2 separate regions of the Mus musculus genome follow, and region 2 is linked to region 1. A link is a contact called in public HiChIP or PLAC-seq data. All regions are on one chromosome and are shown on one strand. Each heading gives the region's core, a stretch centred on a gene start, on an enhancer-like site or on the middle of the called end of the contact. The rest is flanking DNA. Distances are from core to core; before and after follow the strand shown. Region 1 has its middle 23 kb from the start of Gm38137. Region 2 overlaps Nrp2 (neuropilin 2).

Region 1 (7,163 bases), core at 1,414-3,913:
ATAGTTCAGAAATAAATGAAAAGCTGGGGCTGGAGAAATGGCTCAGTGGGTAAGAGCACCCGACTGCTCTTCCGAAGGTCCGGAGTTCAAATCCCAGAACCACATGGTGGCTCACAACCATCTGTAACGTGATCTGACTCCCTCTTCTGGGGTGTCTGAAGACAGCGACAGTGTACTTACATATAATAAATAAATAAATAAGTAAATATTAAAAAAATAAATAAATAAATGAAAAGCTATTATTGTTAAGCAGCATCCTAAGTACTTTGCATAAATTATCTTACTGTTCATGTGAAGAGTGTGTGTGTGTGTGTGTGTGTGTGTGTGTGTAGGGGTTAGTGTCTGTGGCTCCTGCATGCCACTGTGTGCATGCAGAAGTCAGAGGACAACCTTGGGTGTTGGTCCTTGTCTTTAACCTTGTTTGAGACAAGGTCTTTAGCTCCTCCTGTCTCTACCACCCACCTAGCCAAAGGAGCTCTGGGACCGGCTCTTGTGTTACTGTGTACAGCTTTGTGCCTGTTCTGGAGATTTGAACTTGAGTCTTTGTGTGCATGTGGCAAGCACTCTACCCACAGAGCCATCTCCCCAGACCCCTTGGTGCGTTTTGGAACTGTGTAACTTTGCTTGCTGTCATAAGCGTGGGGAAACTGGTGAGCTGGTTCTTCAGAAGGCAGGTCTTGGAATTGAAAGAGATCGTAGTGAAATGGACTGTCTTTTCAAAGTAGCATGCATAAGCGAATGTAAAATAAACAAACTCTTAGTGAAGAAATAAACTCATGGCTCGCAACCAAAATCATTAGACTTAAGATTATATTTAATAGTCAGAGGCCATAGGGGTGGGGCTCCTGACTCTGAAGTTTGCACATCTCTACATCCTGAAGAAATAACTCTATGTTTTGAAAAGACTTTGCACTGAATATTATCAAATAAATGTACTTAACTATGTCTTTAAGTGTTAGACATACAGGTCATTTCTAAGATAATCATGCAGCAAGTATCTTGGCAGGGGGAAGGCTGTCATAAAATTATATTTTTTTAAAAAGGTTACCTGTAATTCTAGATACCTTGGAGACTGAAGCAGAAGGATGGAGAAGCCAAGTGAGTAAGGATGGAGTAAGCCAGTGAGACCTTACACTTCAAAGTTGGGGGGAAAGAGACTACAGGGGACTCAAATCCTTTTCAAGACCATAGGATAAGAGCAACAGAATCATAGATGTAGTAATGCCTGCAATGGATCAACGTGTCGAGAAAACACAGCTAGGAAATATCGTGTCTCTGGGCACTCACTAAGGCTGTTTCTCAAAAGAGATATCATGTATATCTATGAAGAGTTATTACTATTATTTTTGGTTCCATAAAATGTTCTAGGCTCATATCATTTTCATAATGAAAAACATGGAAACAATAAGCTTGAAAGTCAAAGTTCATTTCAAGTTCAAAGAACTTATAAATAGTAGAAAGGGGCAGACAAACATAATAGCTATAGCTGGGTCAAAGGTCTCTACATTAAGAAGCATAATTTGCAGACAAGAAAATTATGTGTTCTAAAATTATGAGTGGTTAGATCCACACTCAGGGAAATACTGGTTTGGTATGTAGCAATAATGAGAGGGCAAACTCAATTATTATTATGGTGAGAGTGAAATCATTAATTACTAGGTCAAGTCTAGAACAGTCCAACCTACCCTTCATTTACTTCATTAATTTAATTATGAATTCATTAATTTTCATAATCATTGGCTCACTCGTGAAGTTATTCATATATTCAACACTAGGCCAGACAAAGCATCGTCTCTGTAGGGCTGATTCTTAGTCTGTAAAATGAGGACAGCAGAGAGCATTACTTCCCTTCTGTAAAAGATGAGGTAACATACAGCAGGAGTGAGGTTCTAGGCACCAGGAAAATACTTAAAAACTAGAGCCTGCTTGTGACACAGTACCCAGCTCAGAGGTGACCTCTCTCAACAAATGATGAGAATAAATTGGCACTATAGCCTGTTCGCTGCCAATTATAAATCATAGCTCAGAGAAAAGATCTACCACTTGTCAATATTTTTTAATTCAATTTTTGTGAGAGCCCTAGTTGGTCTCTGAGTCAGGGAGGCTCATTGTACATTCATCAACTCTGTCATAAGATAGACCAGACTTTTGCCTAGCAATAGCCATAAAGGTTTGTTTGGTTGTTGTTGTTGTTTGCTAGTTGATGAGCCAACCCTTACCTGCATGTGAGGTGGTAAGATAAAGCCCTCGAGTGGTTCCTGGCCTCTTGATAGAAACTGTGAGGTAAGAGCTTTTCTTTGAGCATGTGGTGATGGTGACTATGGCTCCCAGTGGCTAATGAATCTTATGGCTGCTTGGAATAGCAACAAGATTCTCCAAACAGAAGGATGCTGCAAATGAGATTTTCTATAAAAAGTACATTTGGGAATTTTTGGTCTGCACATCTAAATTCAATTGAGACAAACACCACAGACTTCTGGCATCTGATAAAGGAGGGCTCAGACTCATGTTCCCATCAGGTGGCAATTCATTAGCAAGAGAATCTCAGCTTGAAAGAGTTGTGGAAAGGGCTTTGTGGGCAAATGCATGCAAAGTACCCAGCTTGGTTAGTACTCTGTAATGGTGACTCACTGCTGTCCTTGGGATCCTGTAGCCCTCCCTGTGGATGCTCAAGGTCTTGACCAAGGAAGAGATTGACTCATCTCAGTTGATTCCAGACTGAACTGGGTACAAATGAATCTAATTTTCCAGTTTTTTTTTTTTAATGTGTTTAAAAAGCATAGAAACGGTGGCATACAGAGGTGACCTGTTTTGTTTTGTTCCCACCCAGGTTCATCAGTTGACAGTTATTTTTTCTGTCATAGAAGTCACAGCATCTTAACCCATTCTCTTTCTATGCTGGGATGCACAGAAATGACAGTTGTTCCTACTGAATGTATCCAGCATTGATTGAAATTCAGCCAATATGGTGAAGCGAAGCCCCACACTAAGTCACCAAGCCCACACCTGGATGCAGTTCACCAGGACCAATAACTGCCTCAGTTTGGGTCTTCTTTGACGGAGAGCCTGGGGCAAGCATGTAGTTTGTGTGTGTGTGTGTGTAAGGGGGGGGGGGGCTACAAAGCCCTGAGTTTATTTGGGAGACTGAGACAGGGAAGGAGAAAAAGCTGACTTAAGAGTGTACTTTGGGGGTTCCCACATGAAGCAGCAGATGCTAGAAGTTCCCAGGACCTCTGCAAAGCTCACAGAATACTCTTTGAAGCATCTTTCTGTAGGACAGACATCCTCTTTCACCATTCAGGACAGCCTGGGCACTTTGAAGCTCTGCAATCTTGGGCTTCTACTTGCGCCATGGTAAGTAGAATTCAAAGAGGCCATGAGGTAAATAAAAACAAAACAAATGAGGAGAAACTTCTAGATAAATATTTGTAAAGGAAACAAAGTATTTCTCCCCAAATATGAAGAATTGTTGCATAGAAGACAATCAAATTTAGGAGGTCACTCTGTCTTGTTGCTGTTTGCCTAATAGTGCTACAGAGATTCTTAGTAATTTTTACACACACACACACACACACACACACACACACACACGCACACACACACACTGGGAGATTCATTGATTCAAGGTACTTAAAGAACCCTCTGCCCAAATGTTAGCTGACTACAAAGTTAACCTAGTACTGATTCCCATGTCGTCATAGGACAGTGAACACAGACTTTGCAGAATTAGGCCAGGAAAGTCATCTAAAAATGTAAGAACAGAAGTGATCATGTTTGGAGAGGACAGAGGAAAGAGAACTGAGAGAGACAACTAGAATGGGAGTGGAGGTGGGGGTGGGGTTGGGGTTGGGGGTAGGGGGGAGTTTTGCATCTTCGAGATGAGCTAGAAACTTAGTGGAATGGAAATTCCCAGGAATCAATGTATGTGACCCTAGCTAAGATTCCTATCAATGCTTGTAGACAGGATAAATTTTGAGTTGAAAGTTTTGTGGGTGGGTTGGTGTCTCTATCACTTCACTGGTATTTCTGTCTGCCTATAGGAGGTGACCTCTTCAGATTTCATATTCCCAGTGTACTGAGTCACAGCTAAGGTCACCCCTATTGATTCTTGGGTACCTCACTTATCCCAGGTCTCTGTGTCATCCTGGAAATGCCTCCCCCCACCTTCCCATCCCAGATGTAGATTTCCATTCATTCTCATGGCCATGTAGCCATCCCTCCTGATCCTGAATCCTCCATTCTCCTCCCCAGGCCCCTCTCTCCAAGGTCTCTCCCTCCATCTGCCTCTTATGAGTTTATCTAGTTTATCCCCTCTTCTAAGTGAGATTCAAGCTTCCTTGTTTGGGCCTTCCTTCTTGTTTACCTTTTTTAGGTCTGTGGAGTGTAACATGGTACCATTTTTTTATGGCTAATATCCACTTATAAGTGAGTACATACCATGCATGTAGTTTTGGGACTGGGTTACTACAAGTAATGCAGGCACAGAGGAGGGAGCAGAGACAGAGGAAATGGCCAACCAATAACAGGCCCAGCTTGAGACCCATCCCATGGGCAAGCACCAATCCCTAACACTACTAAGGATACTCCGTTATGCTTGCAGACAGGAGCATGTTGTCTTCTGAGAGGCTCCACCCAGCAGTTGACTCAGATATATACAGACACCCACAGCCAAACAGTGGATGGAGCTTGGGGACTCTTGACAGAAGAACAGAAGGAAGGATTGCAGGCCCTGAAGGGGATAGGAACTCTACAAGAAGACCAACAGAGTCAACTAATCTGGACCCTTGGGGCTCTCAGAGTCTGAAACACCAACCAAACACAGCTGGACCTAGGGCTCCCCACTCATATGTAGCAGATGTGTAGCTTGACTGTCATATGGGCCCTGAACAACTGGAATAGGGACTATACCAAAAGCTGTTGCCTGTATGTGGGCTATGTTCTACTAGCTAGGCTTACTTGTCTGGCCTCAGTGTGGAGACTTGAAGTGCCAGGTTGGAGGGATACTCAGTGGGAGCCCCCACTGCTCAGAAGAGAAAAGAGGGGAGGGGGTGACTGGGAAGGGGGCAATGAGTGGGATGTAAAGTGAATTAAAAAAAGAAAATTAAATTATAAAAAAGATTTCCTAGCAATGGGAGAGCTTGAACTGGCCATCTCCTGTGACCAGAGAAGACTTCCAATGGAAGGACTGTGATACCAAACCAGCCACAGAACCTTCAACCCACAATCTGTCCTGCTTACACGATGTACAGGAGTAAAGCTGGAACGGAATTTGAGGAAATGGCCAACCAATGGCTGGATCCAGCTTGAGACCCATGACATGAGAGGGAGCCCACCCCTGACACTGCTAATGATACTCTGCTATACTTGCAGACAGGAACCTAGTATAACTATCATCAGAGAGACTTCACCCAGCAACTGATGGAAACAAATGCAGAGATCCACAGTCAAACACTAGGCTGAGCTCGGGGAATCCTGAGAAAGAAGGGGAAGAAGGATTGTAGGGGCCAGAAGGGTCAAAGACATTACAAGAAAACCTACAGAATCTACTAACCTGAGCCCATAGGAGCTTACAGAATCTGAACCACCAACCAGAGACTATGCGTGGGACTGACCTAGGCCCTCTACACTTGTGTAACAGTTGTGTAGCTTGGTCTTCAAGTGGAACTCCTAACAGCAGGAACAGGGGCTGTCTCTGACTCTGTTAACCTGCCTTTGGGGCCCTTTCCTCTAACTGGGCTGCCTCTTCTAGCCTCAAAAGGAGAAGGTGTGCATAGTCCTAATGCAATGTGATATGCCAAGGAGTGTTGATATCAGTAGGGGAGGAGTGGATGGTATGGAGAAGGTGTGGGGGAAGGATTTGGAAGAGAGGAGGGAAGAGAAACTGTGGTCAGGATGTGAAGCTAAGTAATTAGTTAATTTAAAAATATAGCAGCAAGGAAAACAGCAGCAAAGGCCCACAACTTCTCTGAGACAGAAGCAGAAGCTGATATTCAGAGTTGGCACATGATATTATTTAAAATATTCATCCTAAAAAAAAAGCATAAAGCATGCTGCCAAGCCTAAAGGTAGGACCTATATGAGGCACAGGGTAGGGGAGACCAATAGAAACTGCCTTAGGAAAACCAGATGCCACACTTCACAATAGCTACAAGCTGGTTATCATAAATAGGTAGTCAAAGATCTAAAGGAAGTTATGGCTGAAATTTAAAATAAAGTATGAGAATAATGTCCAAATAATAGAAAATTGATACAATTAGAAATTGTAAGAGAAGAACCAAGTAGATAGAAATCAGGATTTGAGAAGTTGCTGTTGAGTGAATTTCTATTAGCACATATCAATTATATGTAGTAATGGGTTTCGTTATGAAAATTTCATGCATGTATATTGTGTATTTAGTCATATTTACCCCCTATAATAACCTTTTCTTGTCCCTCACTCATTCCACTAATCCTCTTCACCTTTCCACCCAACCCCTCCCCCATTGTCATATCTGCTTCTCATTGTGTTGATAGCATCAGGCATTCCAGAAGAGTTTGAGAAAGGGGAAAAGAAAAAGAACTGATAGACTATTTGAAAAAAAGAGGGACTAAAGACTCTCCAAAGTCGATGGGAAATGTAAGCCTGCATATCCAAGAAGCTTAAAAAAACAAAACAAAACAAAACAAACAAAAAAAAAACCACAAAAAAACTCTAAGCAGAATAAACTGATATATATTGACTTCAAATACATAAAGCCATAAAGCATATTCAAAAACAAATAGGTTCTTGAAAGCAAGATGATCTCTTGTGTACTGTCCAGAAGCATCACTTGTTAATAAAAAGCTGATTGGTCAATGAGCTGAGGCAGGAAATGGGAGGTGGGAGTTCTGGTAGGGAGAGAGGAACTCTGGGATACAATCAGGCATAGGAAGGGATTAGCCTTGAACTCTGAGGAGACAGATGCTTGAAACCGAGAAGAGGAAACCAGCCATGTGGCACTCATAGAATATGATAAATGGATTTATTAAGTTACGAGCTAGTCAGGGAACAAGTCCAAGCTTATGGCCTAGGCATTTATTCAAATATAATTAGGTCTTGGAGTCGTTATTTTGGTAACTGGAGCACAGTAGAAAAGCCCATGGTTACAGCATTAAAAACAACTCACATACAAGGGAAGCTCATA
Region 2 (7,163 bases), core at 2,138-4,637, 1.9 Mb after region 1:
TTCCTGCCGCGGCCCTGTAAATCATGCATAGTGATTACCAGCCTACTGTGAGAGAAGGGAGGAGAGAAGAAAGGAGAAAGACGCAGGCTCTGGAGACTGCACCAGTTGTCTGGGGACCCTTTGGCCTGGTTGAATTCTAATGACAGGGTCGGGAGATAAGATAGACCCAGATGAAAATCCTTGCAGCCCGCCATCTCACACCCCAGACACATTTGGCTTTCCCGGTTGTAACCGTTCTGCTATGACTCCTTTGCTTAAGAATGCAAATTCACACAAGTGACAGAATTTCCGCCAAGCAATTCTCAGGCAGCAAGTGGGTCTTATTTGTGAAGCTGTGAAGGGAGAAAGCTGAATAAGAAACTTCTCGATTCTGCTTTCCTTTATAGATGGGGTGGAAAGGGTAAGGGCTTGGAAGTTCCAGGAGCGCAGGGGATCAGGGGGACCCTCACTGGTGTCTCAGTCTACTGGGAGCCTCCACAGGTGACCCCAATATTAGCTTACCTCATCTTTAAAAGGGGCCTGCTGGCTCAGGAAAACAGTCGGTGGCAAAGGGATTGTGTGAACTGAAGACTTGGCAGAGGCTAGCAGATTCTCTCTTCTCATTATATACCATTCCTTCTCATCTGTGTGTTTGCCATTCATTCATTTATTCATTCATGGGATAAGATTTCTCAGGGTAGTGTGATATGCACGGACTAAGGAGAGGAGAAAGATGCGATATTCAACCTTCTGTGTGCAAGACAATCTGTGATAGGCGATTGAAGATGGCTCACCGGGTAGAGGTGCTTGCCACCAAACTTGATCTGGGACCCACATGGTGGAAAGAAAAAACCCAACTTCTACAAACAATCCTCTGGCCTCCTCATGTGCATTGTGGCACACTCTTGTGCACAGCACGTGCACACATGTGAGCATACACACGCATGTTAAATAAATAAGTACTTTTTTAAAAATCTGAGATATAGGAAAGACACATGACCCTGTTAAGGGTGACAGGTAGTGGGTAGTCACTATGGAAAAGTCTAAACTCCTTTTAAAGGTAAGCAAGATCAGGAAGGAGGGGGTGACTATTGCCCGTGCCAGAATGGTTAGAAGTTGGCAGCAGAGCCAGGCTAGGTGGAAAAAAGGAAGAGCAAGGGGCTTCAGGGTCAGTGAGGCTGTGAGGCAGTAGGCTCAGGGGGGAGAGGGTTTGCCTCGGACAGGGAGGGGTTGCAAGGATTTGGGGCAAGATGCTTTTGGGCAACTCAAGAGTTTACTGTAGGAAGGTGTGGGATCCCTCATTTAAGTTTGGGGTCTCCCTACCTCTGAACCAGCATTTCCTCCTTGGACAAGACACTTAAACCTTTCTTGGTTTCTCCATCAAGTGCAAAGTAAAATTAGGAAGTCTTAGCTCACAGGTATAGACCAAGGACGAGGTGATATCTTGCGTACCAGTGTGCTTTGTAATCTGAAAGGCATTATGCAAATCTGAGTTGTAATTATTATCATTAATAGTGATAGCAGGAAGATCGGATGTGGAAACAGAAGGCTGGAAGATCACCCTATGTCTGGTGATGCTATCAGCATCCCCTCCTCGTCAGACCCCATCATTAAAGCTCTGTTCTCGAGGCAGCCTCCCCTTCCTTATCTCTGCCTTGAACAAGCTGCTGGTGGAGGCTCTGTGGTAGGCTTAGCCCCTCACCTAACAAGATAATGCCAACAGGTTTGATAGCAATGAATCTGAGATCCCCTCCCTGAGAGGGCATGGATCCAGGCTTCTGGAACCCTAGCTTGTTCCAGAAACGCCAGCAAACCCAAGGTACTCACCATTCCTACTGACTGAGAACCTCTACTTGTGGCTCAGACTAAAATAGCACCAAATTAACAAGACCCTGAAGTGTCTGGCCTGCTCACATTCTAAGTTGGTTACACAGTGAAAATATGTCCCTGACCCGCTTGCAGAGGAGTTTAGCAGACCATGACCCATGCTTCAGGGCCCAAGATCATGGGAATTCTTCCTCCTCTGAGCGTTTGCTCTCTATACACAGGCTGGAGTTCCCCATCTCCATACCTGTGCCTGTGAGGCAAAGGTGCTGCCAACCATAACAAGAGCTCAGCCTTCTGCATAAGTATCAGATGGATTTAAGCCCAGTCTGCCAAGAAGGCCATTCTTGAAACATTTGGACAGTGAACCCTTGACTTCCCAGAACACATACATTCTCTGCTGAAGACACAGCCTTTGTTAATGACAATGGCCATACCTTTCTAACCACTGGAGCTGTATGTGAATGGCTGCTTGAGAAAGTCAAGTCCAGGAACAAAGTGGGATGGCCAGCTACTCCATCCCTGATCTGCTTAGAGTTGACTTGAGTGTCTGCATGATAGTTACTGAGGCTTAGGCACCATCTAGCAACCCTGGCAGAGACAGAAGGTTTTTAATGTCTTCCATTTGGACAGTGCCCAGCCTGACAATACCTGACCAGAGTCACACTCCAATCTGGCAGCCACCTCATCCTATAATCTGTTCCCCTGTAATTCAGTTCAGGAGGCTGCACTGGCCCATTGGGTAAGCCAGAGATGAGTAAGACATGGGTCAGGCTGCTTCACTCTAGGGAGAAAAGACAAGTGTGTACACAGCCAGGATTTAAAACTGACCACCCCAGGGGGTGTATATGAAAGACATGGCACAGAGAGCCGAAGGGGAACCAGTGTGACTTAAGGATTGAAGAAAGGGCTTCAAGAAGAATGAGCATTTGACTCAAGAGTCTGAAAGGGCCTAAGAAAAGAGCACAGTAGACCCAGCATAGTGGCACACACCTGTGGTCATAGCACTGAAGAGGCAGAATCGAGAAGGTTGTAAGTTCAAGGCCAGCCTGATCTACATAGCAAGCTCCAACATATTTCAAAACACTGAAAACAGCCCAACTCCTGTCCATCTTTCTGATGGAGAGGCCACAGTTACAAAGTGGGGTATTTCCCAAGCATTTACCATCCACGTTTGGATCTTCTTCCCCAGATGACAAGAACTTCTTGAAACTGCAGAGTGATGGCCGACGAGAGGGCCAGTACGGGCGGCTCATCAGCCCACCGGTGCACCTGCCCCGAAGCCCTGTGTGCATGGAGTTCCAGTACCAAGCCATGGGCGGCCACGGGGTGGCACTGCAGGTGGTTCGGGAAGCCAGCCAGGAAAGCAAACTCCTTTGGGTCATCCGTGAGGACCAGGGCAGCGAGTGGAAGCACGGGCGCATTATCCTGCCCAGCTATGACATGGAGTATCAGGTGAGTCAGGGAAGAAAAGGGGTGTGTGTGTGTGTGCAAGAGGCAAGGGACTCACTGTGATCCCCATTCCAACATTTCAAAGAGCCTGCCCATTCATCATTAAGGGACGTGGTTAAGCTCCGCTGTTTTCATTGTGTTTCTTGTGTTGCCATGGCAACTAAATGACACTTATTTGTTATTCAGAATGCGCCTATCTCTACACCCAGACTTGGTTCTTTGTTCCTCCTATTGCCTTTTATATTGCTGAAATCTTCTCCAACAAATGTTTCTTCTCTCCATTTTATTTTAGATTGCTATCAGGTAGGCCGACAAAAGGACACAGAAGCCAGGGAAATAAACACAAATGTCCCCTCTATCCCCAAGGCAGTGGAGGGCTCAGGATGGAGGTGGCCGTGGCCGTGCCTTCCCAGACCTGCTCCAGAGAGCACGGATCCAGAAAGGGGCGTAAGATGGATAGGCATCCTCCATCAAACCCGAGAGCCCCAAACAAGTGGCTTCTCTCTCAGCTTCTATTATCTCTGTCCCACGGAGCAAGAGGCACAGATGGGCCCACACATCTGTACCCACATCTTGGGTTAGAGTAGACACACTGTGGACGAGGGCGCTGAAAACCAGCCAAGGCATTAACCTGCTCCTCCCCAGATGAAGAGCAGCAACAGATGGCTGGAGAGGCAGCCAACTGCTCTTTCAGCTTGCCAGAGGACATGTGCTCGTTTGCAGAAAGAACCTGGGGAGGGCGAGAATGAGGAGTGGTTAAAGACCACAGAGCTGAGTGTAGTGTGCAGGCTGTAGCCACTCACTTCTGAGACTACAAGGCATCCGGAGACCCTAACTCCCCAACCTGGGCCCCCCATTTATTAACCTTAGTCCCAGGGGGCATTAGAAGAACCTGTTAGAGGTTTTGTCTCCGTTTTTGTCTTTGTTTGAGTTTCTCCAGGCAGAAATGTATCTTACTGGATTTTGTTACTACCTCATCTGTGTGCCTAACACATAGTAGATGCTCAGTAAATTGTTGATAAAAGAGTAAATTATTTCCCTGCTGTTATATGAACAGATCTCTAAGTCAGAGTGTGAGGAGAGGTCATGCAGAAGGCCGTCCAAACCTAAGGACCGTGTTTCCTTTATTACCATCACTTGCTCATGTCCTCTGAGTTCTCAAATACCTGCCCTGAGCACCCGAAGGATTTCCAGGAAAGGAACCTCTGAAATAGCTAGGGAAATATCAGTACCCCTCTCCCTCAAGGATGCTTCAATTGTGGTTCTTTTAATCAGTATGTTCTTGTTACTGGACAGCAATATCTATCAACTTGTTACATTTTCTTATCCTCTCAAATGTGTAATTGATTTGAACCAACTCTTCTTAAATTAAGATTTCAAGAGATGGAGCCATGTGGTCCACAGATGTGTATGTACCAGGTGCAATAACACACACACACCGGATGAACCAGGAAGATTAGCTAATCTTGGCTCTTGTCCTTCCGGCTCTAGATCGTGTTCGAGGGAGTGATAGGGAAGGGACGATCGGGAGAGATTTCCATCGATGACATTCGGATAAGCACTGATGTCCCACTGGAGAACTGCATGGGTACGTGCCTTCCTCTCTCTTGGCGGTTGTTTCAAATAAGACATTGGGATATGCAGAAGGAAGCAACTGCTGTCTTCACATTTCCCAGAGGGTCGGGCTGTGCTAGTCTGTGCAGGAGGTGAAGTATAGACTTGGTTGAGTCTTGGGCTGAGGGTGGGAGGGGTAAGACTAAGACATGAGGTGAAGGTTTTATATATCCATCTCCCAAACAGAAATAGATGTGCATTAAGTATGTGAAAATTTGGGGTGCCGAGACCCCATCATCAGACTCCAGTTTTTAAGCAAAGAAAATGCTAGAGGACACGAGTGCCTGCCAGTCAGAATTACATGCTGGGAAGGGTTGATGGATTTAATGGAAGCCTTCAGTGGTGGGCAAAAGTGCTACCCGTGCTATATAAGAATGCTAACACAATTACCCACGCCATTCTTTCACATGAATGAACTGCAGGGAAAATTACGGCATAAGAAATCAAATGTTACATTTTGTTTTCAAGCTAATATTTCTAATGCTCAAGAGTCTAGACTTGTAGGATTAAGCATGGCGTACCAGAGGACCCCCTCACTATCTCTTTGGTCAGAAGTGCTAAGAACCAGCCCTCCTGAAATGCACACATTTCTGCCCAAGGCTCCATCCTGAAGCAGGGGTTTCCCTAAGGGCACCCCAACAACCTCCCATCCTAGCCGTGGATCTTTCCCCAAACAGAAAAGGAATAGGACTCGCTCCCAGCCAGCGGAGTTGCTGTAATAAGTTACCAAGTGCTGTTCTTGGACCTTGGGTGTCTGTGCCTAGTGATGTCAGAAGCAACTGGGACTTCCCCAGTCCCCCAAGCAACTCTCAGGGCTTGGGCATCTAAAACTAATCCCAGGTCTGAGAAAGTAATCAGTGGTAAGTGGCTGATTACAGTGCCTTGGGGACCTGTTACTCTGTGAAGGACTTTTTGTTCCAAAGCAACTTGAGCATCCTCTCTGCTTACCCTAGCCCCGTGATGATGGTAGGCAGAGTCTAGAAAACAAACAGGAGGTGGGCCACGTTCTGAAGCATATTGCCAAGTGGCCTAACAGACTCAATTGTGTCATATTCGTTAACTTTTCTCTCTATCTAACTCAACTTTTTTTCTGTTTTTTGTTTTCTCTTTCAGAACCCATATCAGCTTTTGCAGGTGAGGATTTTAAAGGTAAAAAAAAAAGAACATTTGTTTTGCATGGCTTTTTCTCTTTCCATGTGATGTGAATTTGGTGGGGGGAGTAACTCCCATTTTAACAAAGCTTGCAGGAGAAAACAAATGCTTCACTTTCTCACCACTAGGTGGCGGCAGCGACACCCATAGATTCCGGGGATTGAGATCCTCAATGTCTCTCATTTAATTAAAGCTTAGAAACCTATAATAGAGACAAATAGGTTACAGATAAACCTTTGAGCCTTGCATTGTCCACTCGGGAGCAATGAGGTTGAAAATGCAGGAGTGGTGAGAAAGGAGAGGCTGTGGGAAGATTAACCCTCAGTGAGGCGTAGTACCAGCATTCTAGTGAAGATGTTGGGAGAAGGAAAAAAAAAAAAAAACCTGAGGAGGGCTGTGATCTTAACAGGGGGAAAGGTGCTGAATTCAAAGCTGGTAGAGGGAGCAAGGAGGTTCATTCTCTGACTAGAGTCAGGGCACTTGAATCTCATGGCTGGGAACAGAAAGGGACACTTCCTCCCTAAGAAAGCAACTAGAGAACAAAGCAAAGTAGAGGGAAATTGGGATGCTTGCCTCATCCAAGAAAAGAAGCAAGGGCTCCCAGCCTGGAGCGAAGGGTACATTTGTGCTTTTCAAATGCAGCGGGTTTACACTCGCCCTCCACAGTCAGTCTGGCTGCTGATGCTGCCCAAGTCCTAATACTTAAGCTCAGTAGCTGCTCTAAGTGCTGAGTGCTCCTCTGCAGTTGGTGGACCGCAGCATGTTCACAGACCCTCGCCCAGTGCTTAGTCCCAAGGGCCTGTTTGGTGCCAGCCGTGAGAGAGCTGTTACACCCTGTCTGTGCTGCCTAGGCTGGACCCTCTAGGTGACAGCATTTTAGAAATAAGATCCCCATTTTATATATCCAAATTCTCCATATCTTATCTCCGCTCTCATGCATCTGCCTAGTTCCTGACTAGAGAGAGAGATGAGCCCTTGGCTTGACACCTGTATAGGCTCCCTGAATCCAAGTCGCCCTGCCTAATTTGCCATTCGTCCCTAGCTCTAAGACCATCAATACGGAGGGGAAAGTGGTAGAATAGAGCTCTGGCCGGTGTATGTTTTGATTCTTATCCTCTCTCCTGCTCCCCCACCACATGTGG

What was found. HiChIP or PLAC-seq counts read pairs in DNA pulled down with a chosen protein or histone mark.
Region 2: a contact with region 1 is called in an H3K27ac HiChIP or PLAC-seq map of embryonic stem cells, with 6 times the contacts expected there. The contact joins two enhancer-like sites. A contact is called at or near these places in 3 of 115 datasets of contacts at active chromatin or transcription factors (all in embryonic stem cells).

What each region holds. Positions count from the first base shown.
Region 1 is chr1:60,836,763-60,843,925 of GRCm38.p6, forward strand. No RefSeq gene overlaps it. Among named protein-coding and RNA genes, the nearest start is that of Gm38137, 23 kb to the right of the region's middle. Within about 2 kb of position 2,664, at least 4 of the 459 cell types and tissues checked have an H3K27ac peak or open chromatin away from gene starts, as enhancers often do. A contact at or near this core is called in embryonic stem cells, where this site is marked.
Region 2 is chr1:62,780,299-62,787,461 of GRCm38.p6, forward strand. Nrp2 (neuropilin 2) reads left to right here. Exons shown (of 17, transcript NM_001077404.1): 13 at 2,996-3,258; 14 at 4,747-4,843; 15 at 5,983-6,003. Among named protein-coding and RNA genes, the nearest start is that of 4930487H11Rik, 11 kb to the right of the region's middle. Within about 2 kb of position 3,388, at least 42 of the 459 cell types and tissues checked have an H3K27ac peak or open chromatin away from gene starts, as enhancers often do. A contact at or near this core is called in embryonic stem cells, where this site is marked.